Linked DNA regions of Mus musculus: regions 1 and 2 are each linked to region 3. Evidence: chromatin contacts called from public promoter capture Hi-C data. All regions are on one chromosome and are shown on one strand. Each heading gives the region's core, a stretch centred on a gene start, on an enhancer-like site or on the middle of the called end of the contact. The rest is flanking DNA. Distances are from core to core; before and after follow the strand shown. Region 1 holds the start of Ube2d-ps (ubiquitin-conjugating enzyme E2D, pseudogene). Region 2 holds the start of Pgam2 (phosphoglycerate mutase 2). Region 3 holds the start of Tbc1d10a (TBC1 domain family, member 10a).

Region 1 (4,387 bases), core at 1,805-4,304, 1.6 Mb before region 3:
CAAAGGCATCTTACACATGTGGCGTGTGCACACACACACACACACACACACACACACACACACACACACACACTAAATATAGCGTTTGAGATGAGCAACAGTTTGTACCTAAGAACCAAATGAAAGTCAAAATGAGACCTTTTGGAGTGCCTGGTTATAATGTGATGGACAATCTTGATTGTCAACTAGACTAAATCTTGAGTCAATTAAAATGTAAGCAGCTGTGAGAGATTTTCTTGATTGGATCATTTGAAGTTGGAAGGCCCACCCTAAACCTGGGCCACACCTTCTGGTGGCAGCCCACAAAAAAGGACATAGAAAAAGGTCCATTGCTATTTGCCTGCTAACTCTCACTCTTTTTTTTTTTTTTTTTTTTACCCCAGGGTTTCTCTGTATAGCCCTGTCTGTCCTGGAACTCAGAAATCCGCCTGCCTCTGCCTCTGCCGCCTCCCCAGTGCTGGGATTAAAGGCGTGCGCTACCACGCCCGGCCTCACTCTCACACTTGCTGGCAAGTTCATCTAGGCTGCAATCCTTTGCTAGTATTAGAACCTGCTTCTTTGGAATTCTAAGAACACTGAAGACCAGGAGAGACATCCAGCCTGTGACTGAAACTACTACCAAATCCTTCAACTTTCCATAGAGAGACAGTCATTGTTGCACTAGCCACTCTAATAAATTTGATGCATAATCTCCCAACAGAAGTGATTCTGTTTCTTTAGAGAACCCTGACTAATACACTAAGAGGCATCTCACACTATGAGCCTAGCTAGGCCAACAGCTATCAAACTGCCTAGAAGCATATCCTGGTAACACCACTGTGGAGCCAAGCTTTAGAGCCAAACAGGAAAAAACCAGCTGAGGAGCCTAATGAACAATGCTCTTCTGAGCCTATCAAGGGATCCCACCACTTTGATTTGGACACTTTAAAATGACCAGCTCTGTCTTCTTGGTTGTCTGCCTAGGGCCTATGTGGATGCTGGGAATCAAATCTAAGTCCTTGGTAAGAGCAGTAAGTGCTTTTAACTGTTGAGACGTCTCTCCAAACTGACCTTTTAAAGTGCTTGAGTTTTTTAATGACTTTGGGACTTTACAAAGTTGAAATGAAAACCAAAGAGATGGTCCAGTGGCTAGAGTACTTGCTCCCAACCCCTACATGATAGCTCACAAACATCTGAAGGTCTAGTCCAAGAGGATCTGACACCCTCTTCTGGATTCCACAGAGTACCAAGCATGTATACGATGCAGTCATTCATGCAGAGGAAACACCAATACACAAAAGAACTTAAGAAAAACCAAGCACATTATTTAAAAGTTGCAATGTATTTTGTATTGTGATATTATTATGAGCTCTTGGGGATAAACAAAAAAAGAAAAGATTATGGTTTAATAACAATCTATTGGTATATTAAGTTGATAAGGGGTCAATCGACTTGGAGGGTCATTTGGGAAGAGGTAACCTCAACCCAGCAAATCCCTCCATCAGACTGTCCTGTAGACAAATGTCTGAGACATTTACTTGACTGATGTAGAAGAAAGAGCCCAGTCCACTGTGCACGGTGCCCTAACTGGCACATGGTCCTGGGGTATAGAATAAAGCAAACTGGCACACACCAGCAAGCAGCCCTGCTCCATGGCCTCTTCTTCAGTTTCTGCCTCCAGGTCTCTGCTTTGGCTTCCCTCTCCTCCCAAGCTGCTTCTGGTTATGGTGTTTATCACAGCGACAGAAATCTAATTGAGACACATAACCTGGATCCACTTGGTGGAAAGAATCATGCTAATGCTAAAAGTTAGGGTCATAGGGCTGGAGAGATGGCTCAGTGGTTAAGGGCATGAACTGCTCTTCCAGAGCTCCTGAGTATGATTCTTGGCACCTACACAGGGCACCTTACACCCACATATAAGTGAGCAAATCTTTTTTTTTTTTTTGGTTTTTCGAGACAGGGTTTCTCTGTATAGCCTTGGCTGTCCTCTGTAGATCAGGCTGTCCTCGAACTCCGTCTGCCTCTGCCTCCCAAGTGCTGGGATAAAAGGTATGCAACACCACGCCCGGCCCCAAATCCTTTAAAAAAGAGGTTATAAATACCATTTTGCAGTATAGAAAATCCCAACTAGGGTTGGTGAGATGGCTCAATGGGTAAGAGCACCCGACTGCTCTTCCGAAGGTCAGGAGTTCAAATCCCAGCAACCACATGGTGGCTCACAACCATCCGTAACGAGATCTGACTCCCTCTTCTGGAGTGTCTGAGGACAGCTACAGTGTACTTACATATAATAAATAAATAAATAAATAAATAAATAAATAAATCTTTAAAAAAATTCCAACTATTAATACTATGTGAAAACATGGATCATAAATTACAGTATAATGCAGGGTATGGTGGTGCACGCCCCTCGGCAACCAGAGGCAGGAGGATCTCTGTGAGTTTGAGGCTGGCCTTGTCTACATAGCGAGTTCTGGGTCTGCCAGGAGGCCGTGTCTCAAAAAACCAAACCAAACCAAACCAAAACGGAACAAAAAACAACTTAGAAATATAAAATAATTTTCTTTAGGAAAAGGACGAAAAGTGGATAGGCTAAAACGTTAACAAATGGTAAAGGGTGGATTGGTGGCTTCTTTTTCTGAGATGCAATTACCAGGCTCTAGGTTAATGGGCTAATACAAACCTACGGGATGAAATTCTCCCGCAGCTCAGCCTCTCGTGCTAGGCACCCTGGGAGACACCCCTCTGCTTCCCTAAACTCCGCCCAAAGCTGCGCGCGCACGTGACCCGGTCGCATGACTCCGCCCCCGCGAGTCGCCCGCCAGAGGCACTCAGCCACCTCCTAAGTCTGCGCCGACCGCGGCGGAACTCGCGCGGGGCAAGTGTCAGTGCGCCCTGCCGCACCTCAGCCGCGGGGTTCTATTCGCTGCGACAGCCCGCAGAGTGGACGGGCGGGAGGACCCCGTTTCCGCCACTCTTACCTTCTGGATCCGTTTTAGAGCCATGTTCCCGCTGCTCGTGCCCCACCGGCCCTGCGGGGCAGACTAAGACGGCCGCCTGGGCCGCAACGCTGCACGCCGGGAACGGCGCTCTACGCGTGCGCGCCGCGGTGCGCTGTGGGTAGCTAGTGCGCGCAGCAGTCCTGGGTCTGACCACGGAGTCGCGCACGGTCAGTTACTCGGCCACGGTCACGGCCCTGTGGCTCTGGTTTCTGCTAGGCGAGGGGCCTGGGCACCAGGACATGCCTGAAACCGCAGGTGCCACACGCTATGCTCTCTGCCCCTCCCTGGGCTCCTCCCCAGGCTGTCACTTAACTCCTGAGCTTAGTGGTTGTCAGCGCTGTAAGTATACATTCACTTTTATATGCTTTCTGGGCAGAAGTGTTACAGATATTTCTGAATACGCGTAGGTGCTGAGCACAGATGCATCTACATGTCTGGAGAGCTGCATTTTCAGTAGTACTTAGTTGGCTTCAATGCACTGCCGCTATTGAGACTCAGCCTGAAAGTGCACATCCCAAGCTAAACTCTGCTTCCCTTTCCCCAAGACATCGAACTGTTTAAGACCAAGTGTAAAGAACTTAGTGGTATGTCACAAAATCTGTGTAATAGATTGTAGCCAACATCTTGGAAATGAAATAGAATATGGCAAAATACATAATATCAGCGTGCCTCATACAGTAAAGAATCTGGACTCTCTATATAAATAATCATATATATTGTTTCCAGACAGATAAACCTAATAGGGTATGCTAGTGCAGTTGCTCTGGACCAAAGGTGTTCCAACACCAGACTGGGCTACATAGTGAGTTTGAGGCCAGCCTGGATTGCAGAGTAAGACCATGTCTTAAAAAAAAAAAAAAAGCCGGGCGTGGTGGCGCACACCTTTAATCCCAGCACTCAGGAGTCAGAGACAGGCGGATTCCTGAGTTCAAGGCCAGCCTGGTCTACAAAGTGAGTTCCAGGACAGCCAGAGCTATGCAGAGAAACCCTGTCTGGAAAAACCAAAAAAAGAAAGAAAGAAAGAAAGAAAGAAAGAAAGAAAGAAAGAGAGAAAGATCCCCAAAGGAAAATCTAAAACTAGAGGAGCTGAGGAGATAGTAGATAGGAGTGCTTGTGGTGCAAGCATGGGGCCCTGAGATCATTAGTACCCACAGAAAAGGTGAGGTTGGCTACTCATGTCTCTAACCCCAGCACTGGGTAGCCGGCATGACAGGATCCCTGGAGCTACCTTAGCATAGATAGTGAGATTCCAGTTCAGTGAGAGACCTTGCACCAAAAGCAGTAAGGCACAAAGAGTAGCATTTACTCTGTCATATATCTGGCATTCTACTCTGGCCTCTGTCATGTTCCTGCACATACGCATACAAACCCTGCCCAAAACAAAAACAATGAATCGAACACTT
Region 2 (4,321 bases), core at 1,214-3,713, 1.6 Mb before region 3:
TACATTTTATTTACCTTTTGTTATTCCTAAACCCAGTGTGGGTTCATCCCTGTAAGCCCTGGAGTTTAAAACCAGCCCGGGAACCCTCGCAAAGAGGGGAAAAGCCCATGTGCTCTATTCTTCAAACGCTGAATTAAGGGGAATTATTTGTCAATTTCATTTCAGATTACTTATTACTAGTGAGTAGAAATACAGTTGACTTTTGCATTCCTGCAACCTCGCCAACTCACCTACTGTTCTTATGCTCGAGTCCTAGGATTGAGTCTGTATAGAAAGCCAAGCTATCTGCACACAGAAATAATTGTACTTCCTCCTTTCAATCTAGATATCTTTAATTGTCCTGGCTTGCACCTCTGTGCTGTGTTGTCCCTAGATAGGGAGTGTGAGGACCTTGCTTCTCATCTTGGCCTTCATTGTTAAGTCTGATGTTAGCTGTCACAGTTTGTCATAGATAGCCTTTACCAGAAATGACAAAGACGGTCAACTTGACCATAGTTTGGTAAAGGATGTAAGATGAGGATCTTGCTTCCCAGCCAGTTATAACTTTCCTCCACCACGGTGTCAGAGAACAGAGAGCACCTCCCTTTTATTCCTAGTCTGGAAGTGCGTACTATGAAAGAGTGTTAGATTTGTAAAAGGTATTTTCTGCATATATTAAGGATAGTTGTATATTTTGCTAAGTAACAAAACAATTTTGATAGGTGCTGTAGTCTGAATACTTATTTTAATTTAAACATCATGTGTATATGTGTGTGTGTGAAAGAGTGTGGGTTTGTGCACATGAGTGTAGTATCCACTGAAACCAGAAGAAGGCATTAGACCCCCAGGGATTTGAGTTACAGGTGGTTGTGAGCTATCTGACCTGGGTGACAGGAATTGAACTGAGTTCTTTGCAAGAGCAGTACAGGCTCTCAACCACCACACCTTGCTCTGGCTCCTGCATTTTTTTTTTTCCGAGATGGGATTTCTCTGTGTTGCCCTGACTGTCCTGGAACTCACTCTGTAGACCAGGCTGGCCTCGAACTCAGAAATCCGCCTGCCTCTGCCTCCCAAGTGCTTGGATTAAAGGTGTGTGCCACCCCTGCCTGCCTTGGCCCTGTATTTTTAACCAGAGTTTATTAGCCACACCAGCCAGGTGTTGTAATGCAGATCCTTATAGACCTCTGTACCAGGTCAGCCTGGTCTACATAGCAAGTACCAGGCCAGCTAAAGCTGCATAGTGAGAGCCTGTCTTTAAAACAACACAGGGGGCTGGGCAGTGGTGGGGCACGCTTTTAATCCCAGCACTCGGGAGGCAGAGGCAGGCAGATTTCTGAGTTCGAGGCCAGCCTGGTCTACAAAGTGAGTTCCAGGACAGCCAGTGCTATACAGAGAAACCCTGTTTTGACCCCTCCCCCCCGCCAAAAAAAAAAAAAAAAAAAAAAAACAACATCAGAGGGGTGACAGTGGTGCATGTCTTTAATCCCAGCACTTGGGCAGGGGGTAGGATTAAAGGTGTGCACAACCAGGTTCTAAAATGTCTTTAAGTTTATTTTTAATTGTGGGTAGGAAATGTGCACATTAGTGCAGGTATACACTGAGACCAGACCTGTTGGATGCCCCTGGAGCTATAGTTGCAGGTAGTGGTGAGCTGCCCAATGTGGGTACTGGAGATTGTATCTGGGTCCTTTGGAAGTGCTCTTGAGGAGCCATCTCTCCAGTCCCTTAGGGTGTTCTGTTTTTTACTGGTACCTCAACCCAGTGTACCCTTCCTGTAGGGCTCCCAGCTCTGCCCTCAGTGTTCTTCTAGCTCACCTGAGTATCATCTGGGGAGCTGTCTCATCCTGTGCACCTCTCAAAGCAACTGCTCCTCATCCTCCATACTTAGTGGGGTGGGGGTATCTGCCTGGTAAAACGTGTGTGCTCACTCCGTCTCACCAACACAGCAACACAGACAATGCATGTACGCTGGGACAGGCACCTGGGCAGAGAACAATCACTGTTGCAGACACGCCTACTTATTTACTTACACACTGACCTCTTTGTATGGATATCTTATACATACCCTTGACCTTGACACTAGGCTAGACTTCTTCCTGAGATGCGCTTGTTCTTAATTGTATTAAGAGACTGAAGAGAGATTGCAGCTTGAGTCACACAATTCAACTCTGTCTTTAAACATATGTATATATCAGAAAAGGGCCTGGAATAGTTGTTTCTACCCGATCAGGAGAGGGCCAATTGTGATTGAAAGCTGCTGATGTCAAGAGTGTCTCCACATGGAGAACACCCCCAGGTTGACTCCTGCCCTTCACCCTGGTCCAGTTCTGCAGCCCCATGCGGCTTGTTACCAGGTGCCAGCTGGTTATGGGGCTTGTCATCTGAGCTGATGATTTTGTGAGACTATTTTTAAGTTCAGCTCCTTGGACTACACCCCACCCCCAGTTCTGCTACTGGTTGCCTGCCTCTGCCTGTATCTCCTGGAATGCTGATTGGCAGTTAGGGCTGGGGTGGGGGCTGGGAAAACTGTTATAAAGCCTAAAGGGCCAAGCAAGCAGCTGCCACCTAGAGTTCCTGTGTCCCCCGCCACCATGACCACCCACCGCCTAGTAATGGTTCGCCACGGTGAGAGCTTATGGAACCAAGAGAACCGTTTCTGTGGCTGGTTTGATGCAGAGCTGAGTGAGAAGGGAGCAGAGGAGGCCAAGCGGGGGGCCACCGCTATCAAAGATGCCAAGATAGAGTTTGACATCTGCTACACGTCGGTGCTGAAGCGGGCAATCCGCACCCTTTGGACCATCCTGGATGTTACGGACCAAATGTGGGTGCCCGTGGTGCGTACCTGGCGCCTCAATGAGCGGCACTATGGTGGCCTCACAGGCCTCAATAAGGCTGAGACGGCTGCAAAGCACGGGGAGGAGCAGGTGAAGATCTGGAGGCGTTCCTTTGACACCCCACCACCACCCATGGATGAGAAACACAACTACTACACCTCCATCAGCAAGGTGGGCCAGATGCCGGGAAGCTGGAAGGTTGGGAGCCCAGGGGGGAGGGCTACCCAGTAAACAAAAGCGAAATGTTCCTGTGCCCTTGTCCCCAGGACCGCCGCTATGCAGGCTTGAAGCCTGAGGAGCTGCCTACCTGTGAAAGTCTCAAGGACACCATTGCCCGGGCTTTGCCCTTCTGGAATGAGGAGATCGCACCTAAGATTAAGGCTGGCCAGAGAGTGCTTATTGCAGCCCATGGGAACAGCCTTCGGGGCATTGTGAAACATCTGGAAGGTGAGGCCTACTCTCAGGAAAGATGTGAGACAGAAACCACTGCGGTTCATTGGTTTCAGCTATTTTACAGATGTCAGGGTTTCAGAAGTTGATGGAGGCAGGAGTTTTGTAATACTTTGTGTTGTCCCATTTCCAGTTATGTAGTCAGCACAGACAGCATAGCTGAGGCACCCCACAGGAGCTGATCATAGGTAGAGCAGGCTTCTGGCACCCACTGGGGAAAGAGGTCAGAGCTCTGGCCATCAACGCCAAGTATTGGCTTCCTGCTGAATCAAGCCACTTGAGCTGTTATAAAACTCTTGCTCTCTCTCCTGGTGCTGCCTGCATTTCCTCTTTTTCTCTCAAGTCTATGTACAAAGTGCCTTGACTCTGAGGCCCCTTTGCCTCAGGTACAATACATAGTCCATCCACCCACACAGACCTGAACCATGTGTTCCCCCACCTCTCAGTCTTCTATAGGCTAAAAAAAGGCAGCAGAGTGCAGAAATATGGAGCTACTTAAAATCTTAGGCCTGTGGTGGTGCTCCTAACTGAAGAGCAAGGGCTAGTAGACAGGCCTGGAAGGGGGGCATAGCAGTGTAGGGAGGTTACCAATTATGGTCCCAACTGGGTCGTAGACACCGGACGTCTATATTAGATTCTGGGTGACCTTTAGACTCGGTGGGATCCTAAGAAGGGGTTGGGGTGTGATCCACGTCTCCAGCGCCTAGCGGCAACCCGAGGGTTCTGCCCCTGCCCCTCCTCCCTGGGCTGTGTTCTGGGAAAGAGGTTCACGGGGTGTGCCTAGGGAACATTCCCAGGTCCTCCCTGTTGGTAGGGGTGCGGTGGCAAGAGCAAAGGTTGAGCTGCTATTCCAGGCAGGGGCTGCAGGAGCAGGCAGTGGGTCAGGTTTCCTGTTCCTCCCGGGTCAGAATTTAGAAGCTCTAGAAACCAAATGTCACCCTTCCAAACCTTCTTTAGCCAGCTCACACTGGGCTGAGCATGCGTGTGCCACAGCTATTCATGGAGGGTGTTCTCGTCTCTCTGTTGGGCTATTTCTGCAGCCAGGTCTCCCTTAACTC
Region 3 (4,065 bases), core at 142-2,641:
GCACTTCTGTAAGTCCCAAGAACAGCTGGGGACATCCTGGGCAGTCACAATCAGTCAGAGGAGAGGGAGAATATATACTGGCGTAGGGCTTCCATGGTGCCTGTGAGGCTCTATAAACTGGGAGGTACACTATGACAGGGAGGCTTGTCAGTTCTGGGTATGGCGCTAGTCTCCTATCACAAGACAAGTGGAATGAAAGCAGGATCTAGAGGCCATCTTCCTGAAGAGACCACCAGATCGCATCCGCAGTCTCTGGGAGGGCGGGCTTCTAGGGGTTCTGCTGTGTACAAATCTGTAGCCCAACATGCTCAGCTTGGAGGGAAGGTGTTACTCCTGCCTCAGCTTTCTCTAATGGAAAGCTGGGTACCTGGTAGCTCAAGGGTGGGGTGCTGTCTCCCTCCTTCTCCAGTCCTAGATCTGGATTTGGGAAGGAAGGACATAAACACGGCAGCCTGGGAGTCTACTGGCTGGCTCCCCTGTGATGAAGCTGACAGGGGAGTCCTAGAGTTGAGGTGCCCTATAACTACTGGGAAGGAGTGTCGGCCCACCTGTTGCCTGTGACAATGGACAAAGCTGCCTTTTGGCAGAGGGTGTGTAATGAGGAGAGACCTTTCCATGATGAAAAGAAACTGGGAGTCAAGATGGGACCCTCTGGGAGGGGGCTGGCCAGTGTCAATCCTTCTGAGATATGTGTCTGGAGGTAAGGGTTAGCGCGACCTGGAATAGCTCGGAGTCCTGAAGTCTTAAGATTTCCTGGGGTGCCGATACTGAGGTGGCGAGACAAGGATTCTGTGGGGTAGGGGGAGATGGAGAATAGCTGTGGGCAAAGTATGGGGCAGCCATCTGTGCGCGTGTCAGGGGGTGGCAAAGCTTTAAGGCCAGAGTAACCTGCGAGATTATGAGCTGGAGATGGGAAACCCCCATCGGGGATACTCTCCTTGGAGGGTATGGATCAGTCGGTTTGGGGAAGACCAGGAGGAAGGGAATGGCCTTTCTGTTCGTAGGTAGAAAGTAGGCTGCCGCTTGCGGCGTATCTGTGGGGTTGGGACAGTGGAGACACGTTGGTGGGTCAGGCCCACGCCTGTGCTGGTCCCGCGCCCGGCCCAGACCCCAGAGCTACTCACGCGCCCTCGGCGCCCTGCGAACCCACGATGAATCCGAACTTGTCGATGCGGCGCTCGGCGAAGCCGTTGGCCTCCGAGTCGGAGCCGAGCGAGCTCAGCTCGTCGGCGGTGGCGGCGTCGGGGCCCTGGGCCAGGCTTTCCCGGGTCCCAGACAGGCTCCCGCCTGCTGCGGGCTCGCGCGGCCCATTCTCTCTGCTGCTTTTCGCCATATCGGCCGCGCCCGCCACCAGAGCGCCAGCGGCCACCTCAGCCGCCTGAGCCGCCCGGCCTCCGCCGACGCTGCCGACGCCCCTCCCACGCACTGTGCCCATTGGCTGCCACAAAGCTGGGGGCGGATACCCAGGGAGCTCCCACCACGCGCCCAATGGGTGCCGAGGGTCCCGAGCCTCGCCCCTCCTCCAGCCTGGCGCCAAGTGGACCGACGTGAGGGGGCGGGACAACCGTCACCAAGGGCCCGCCTTCCCTGGCTGCCAATCACAAAAACTCACCTGGACTAGCTCGTCTGGCTTTTCCGGGTTGGCCCGGAGCTGGTGTGTCACCTGCTGCTGCTCTCTGGCAGAAGGTCTAGGGCTTCCCTAGAGGTCCTAAGGTCTCTGCCTCCATGGGAAACAGGGTCGTGGGTAGCGCTACTTCGCCAGGTCATTTTCAAGAACAGTGATGAGACGCAAGTGGGCTTAGGGATCTGAACCACCTGGCTGTTCTGCTTAGGGGGATGCAAATTAGCTCGTGGGAGACCCTATAAGAATAATACAGAACAGCCGGGCAAGATGGCTCACGCCTTTAATTTAATCTCAGCACTTGGGAGGCAGAGGCAGGCGAATTTCTGAGTTCGAGGCCAGCCTGGTCTGCAGAGTTAGTTCCAGGACAGCCAGGGCTACACAGAGAAACACTGTCTCGAAAAACCAAAACCCAAAACCAAATTATATATATATATATATATATATATATATATATATACACATACACACACACACACACACACACACACACACACATATATATATATCAGACCTAAGCTCTACCTTTTTCTTCCCAACACCTTTCTGGTGAGGGTTGATTTGTATTGTTTTTCTTTGAGATAGGGTCTCCAAAGTGGCTTTGACTTTACTATGTAGTCTAGGGCCCTCCCTGTCTCCCAAGTGCTGGGATTACAGATGTGGGCTATCCTGCCTGACTCCCCAATAGTTTTATTGAAATATGGTTAGCATACCACCACTTCCATCTATTTAAGGTATATACATACTTCCTATATTTAAATTCCATCACCCCACCGACACACCTACACATGCACAAATACATAAAAATTAAAGATAAATTAGGCATGATAACAGATGCCTGTACTCTGTAGGCTAAAACAGTTTACAAGTTCCGGACAGACTGACTGGGCTACAAATAAAAATCCTATCTCAAAAAAAAAAAAAAAAAAAAAAGTACAAAGCTGGGCGTGGTGGTTTTTATCCCAGCACTCGGGAGGCAGAGGCAGGCAGATTTCTGAGTTTGAGGCCAGCCTGGTCTACAAAGTGAGTTCCAGGGCAGCCAGGACTACACAGAGAAACCCTGTCTCGAAAAAAAAAAAAAAAAAAAAAGGTACAGTCCCATGGTTCTTTAGCATCCGTACAGAGTTGTGCAAACATTGCATCCTCCTCCTAGGAAATTCTACCGAAGAAAAATGAAAATAATGCTACCTGGTCAAATAGAGAGAAAAAGAAAAGAAAAAGAAAAAATATTCAAATGACTTTCACCAATTAAGAGTGTATAAATGTGGTATGTCCATACAATGGACATAATTCAGCCATGAAAAGAATAAAGCACTAATAAGTATGCAATGTAGATATATCTTGAAAGCAAAAAAGAAAGGGTAAGCAAGACAAGACCCTGTCTTAAACAAAGAAACAAACAAAAACTGAACACACAAAATCATTAATAATCATAGATACTGGAATATCTAGAAGCAGCAAATCTGTAGGTACAAAGAATAATGGTTACCAGAGAGTGAGGGAGGACTGGAAATGACCTTTACCGAATAGGAGTTTCTTTGGGGGAAAATGCACTTTTAGTACATGTCTTTTAGTACTTTTATACTTGCCCAATTTTACAGGTAGGTAAACCGAGGTTCTATAAAGTCAAGTCAGTTGTCTAAGATCCCAGGTTAGTTTATGGCAGTTCTAGAACCTCAGTTGTCACAAAATGCTTCTATTAGAATTGGGCTAATTGAGACTGGAGAGATGGCTCAGTGGTTAAGAGCACTGACTGCTCTTATGTGAGGGTCCTGAGTTCAATCAAATCCCAGCAACCACATGATGGTTCACAACCACCTGACGCCCTCTTCTGGGGTGTCCGAAGACAGCTACAGTGTACTCACATGTAATAAATCTTTAAAAAAAAAAAAAAAAAAAGAAAGAAAAAAAAGAAAAAAGAAAAAGAATTGGGCCAATTACACTCCTATGCACTTGACCCCAGCATACAACTTTCAGTCCTAAAGTTTGTCAGTTCTTAGAGTGGTTCCTCATTCATCTTTTGTATAATTTCCCAGGGTCATTTGACTCTCCCTAGATAACGAGGAGAGACAAGCTACAGAGTCTGAAACAAGCTCCAAGAAAGGGATTTAGCACAGAATGACTCACCACCCATTTTTTTGATGCCACATAGCCTGACATTCTTGAAGGCCTGCAGTTTACATTCCAATTGCTTCTGGTTTTCCATACAAATGGCAATAGCAGACATAGGTGCAGGCATAGGCCATTTTGCTCTTAAAACACTATCTGGGAGGAAATTCCTCCTTCCCATAGCTGAACGGAGATCCCAGGAGGCACAGAGTGCCTATCCCAGGGATGGAGAGAGGAACCAGATAGAACCAGCAGATAATGTAGTATCCCTGTTTGACCTCATCTTGGTCCTATGGTTCTATCTCCCAAACACCTTATCACTCAGCCTTCCAGGG

Evidence for each region. Promoter capture Hi-C pulls out the DNA fragments that hold promoters and counts their contacts.
Region 1: a promoter capture Hi-C map of liver shows a contact between it and region 3, with 4 times the contacts expected there. The contact joins the promoter of Ube2d-ps here to the promoter of Tbc1d10a in region 3. A contact is called at or near these places in 2 of 39 promoter capture datasets (liver and pre-B cells).
Region 2: a contact with region 3 is called in a promoter capture Hi-C map of liver, with 8 times the contacts expected there. The contact joins the promoter of Pgam2 here to the promoter of Tbc1d10a in region 3. A contact is called at or near these places in 2 of 39 promoter capture datasets (liver and pre-B cells).

Annotation. Positions count from the first base shown.
Region 1 is chr11:5,760,817-5,765,203 of GRCm38.p6, reverse strand. It overlaps Ube2d-ps (ubiquitin-conjugating enzyme E2D, pseudogene), which reads right to left and starts at 3,054. Exons shown (of 7, transcript NR_015577.1): 1 at 2,964-3,054. It also overlaps a transcript of Urgcp not described here.
Region 2 is chr11:5,801,938-5,806,258 of GRCm38.p6, reverse strand. Pgam2 (phosphoglycerate mutase 2) reads left to right here and starts at 2,463. Exons shown (of 3, transcript NM_018870.3): 1 at 2,463-2,984; 2 at 3,080-3,260. The coding sequence starts at 2,571.
Region 3 is chr11:4,184,159-4,188,223 of GRCm38.p6, reverse strand. Tbc1d10a (TBC1 domain family, member 10a) reads right to left here and starts at 1,391. Exons shown (of 9, transcript NM_134023.1): 1 at 1,125-1,391. The coding sequence starts at 1,333.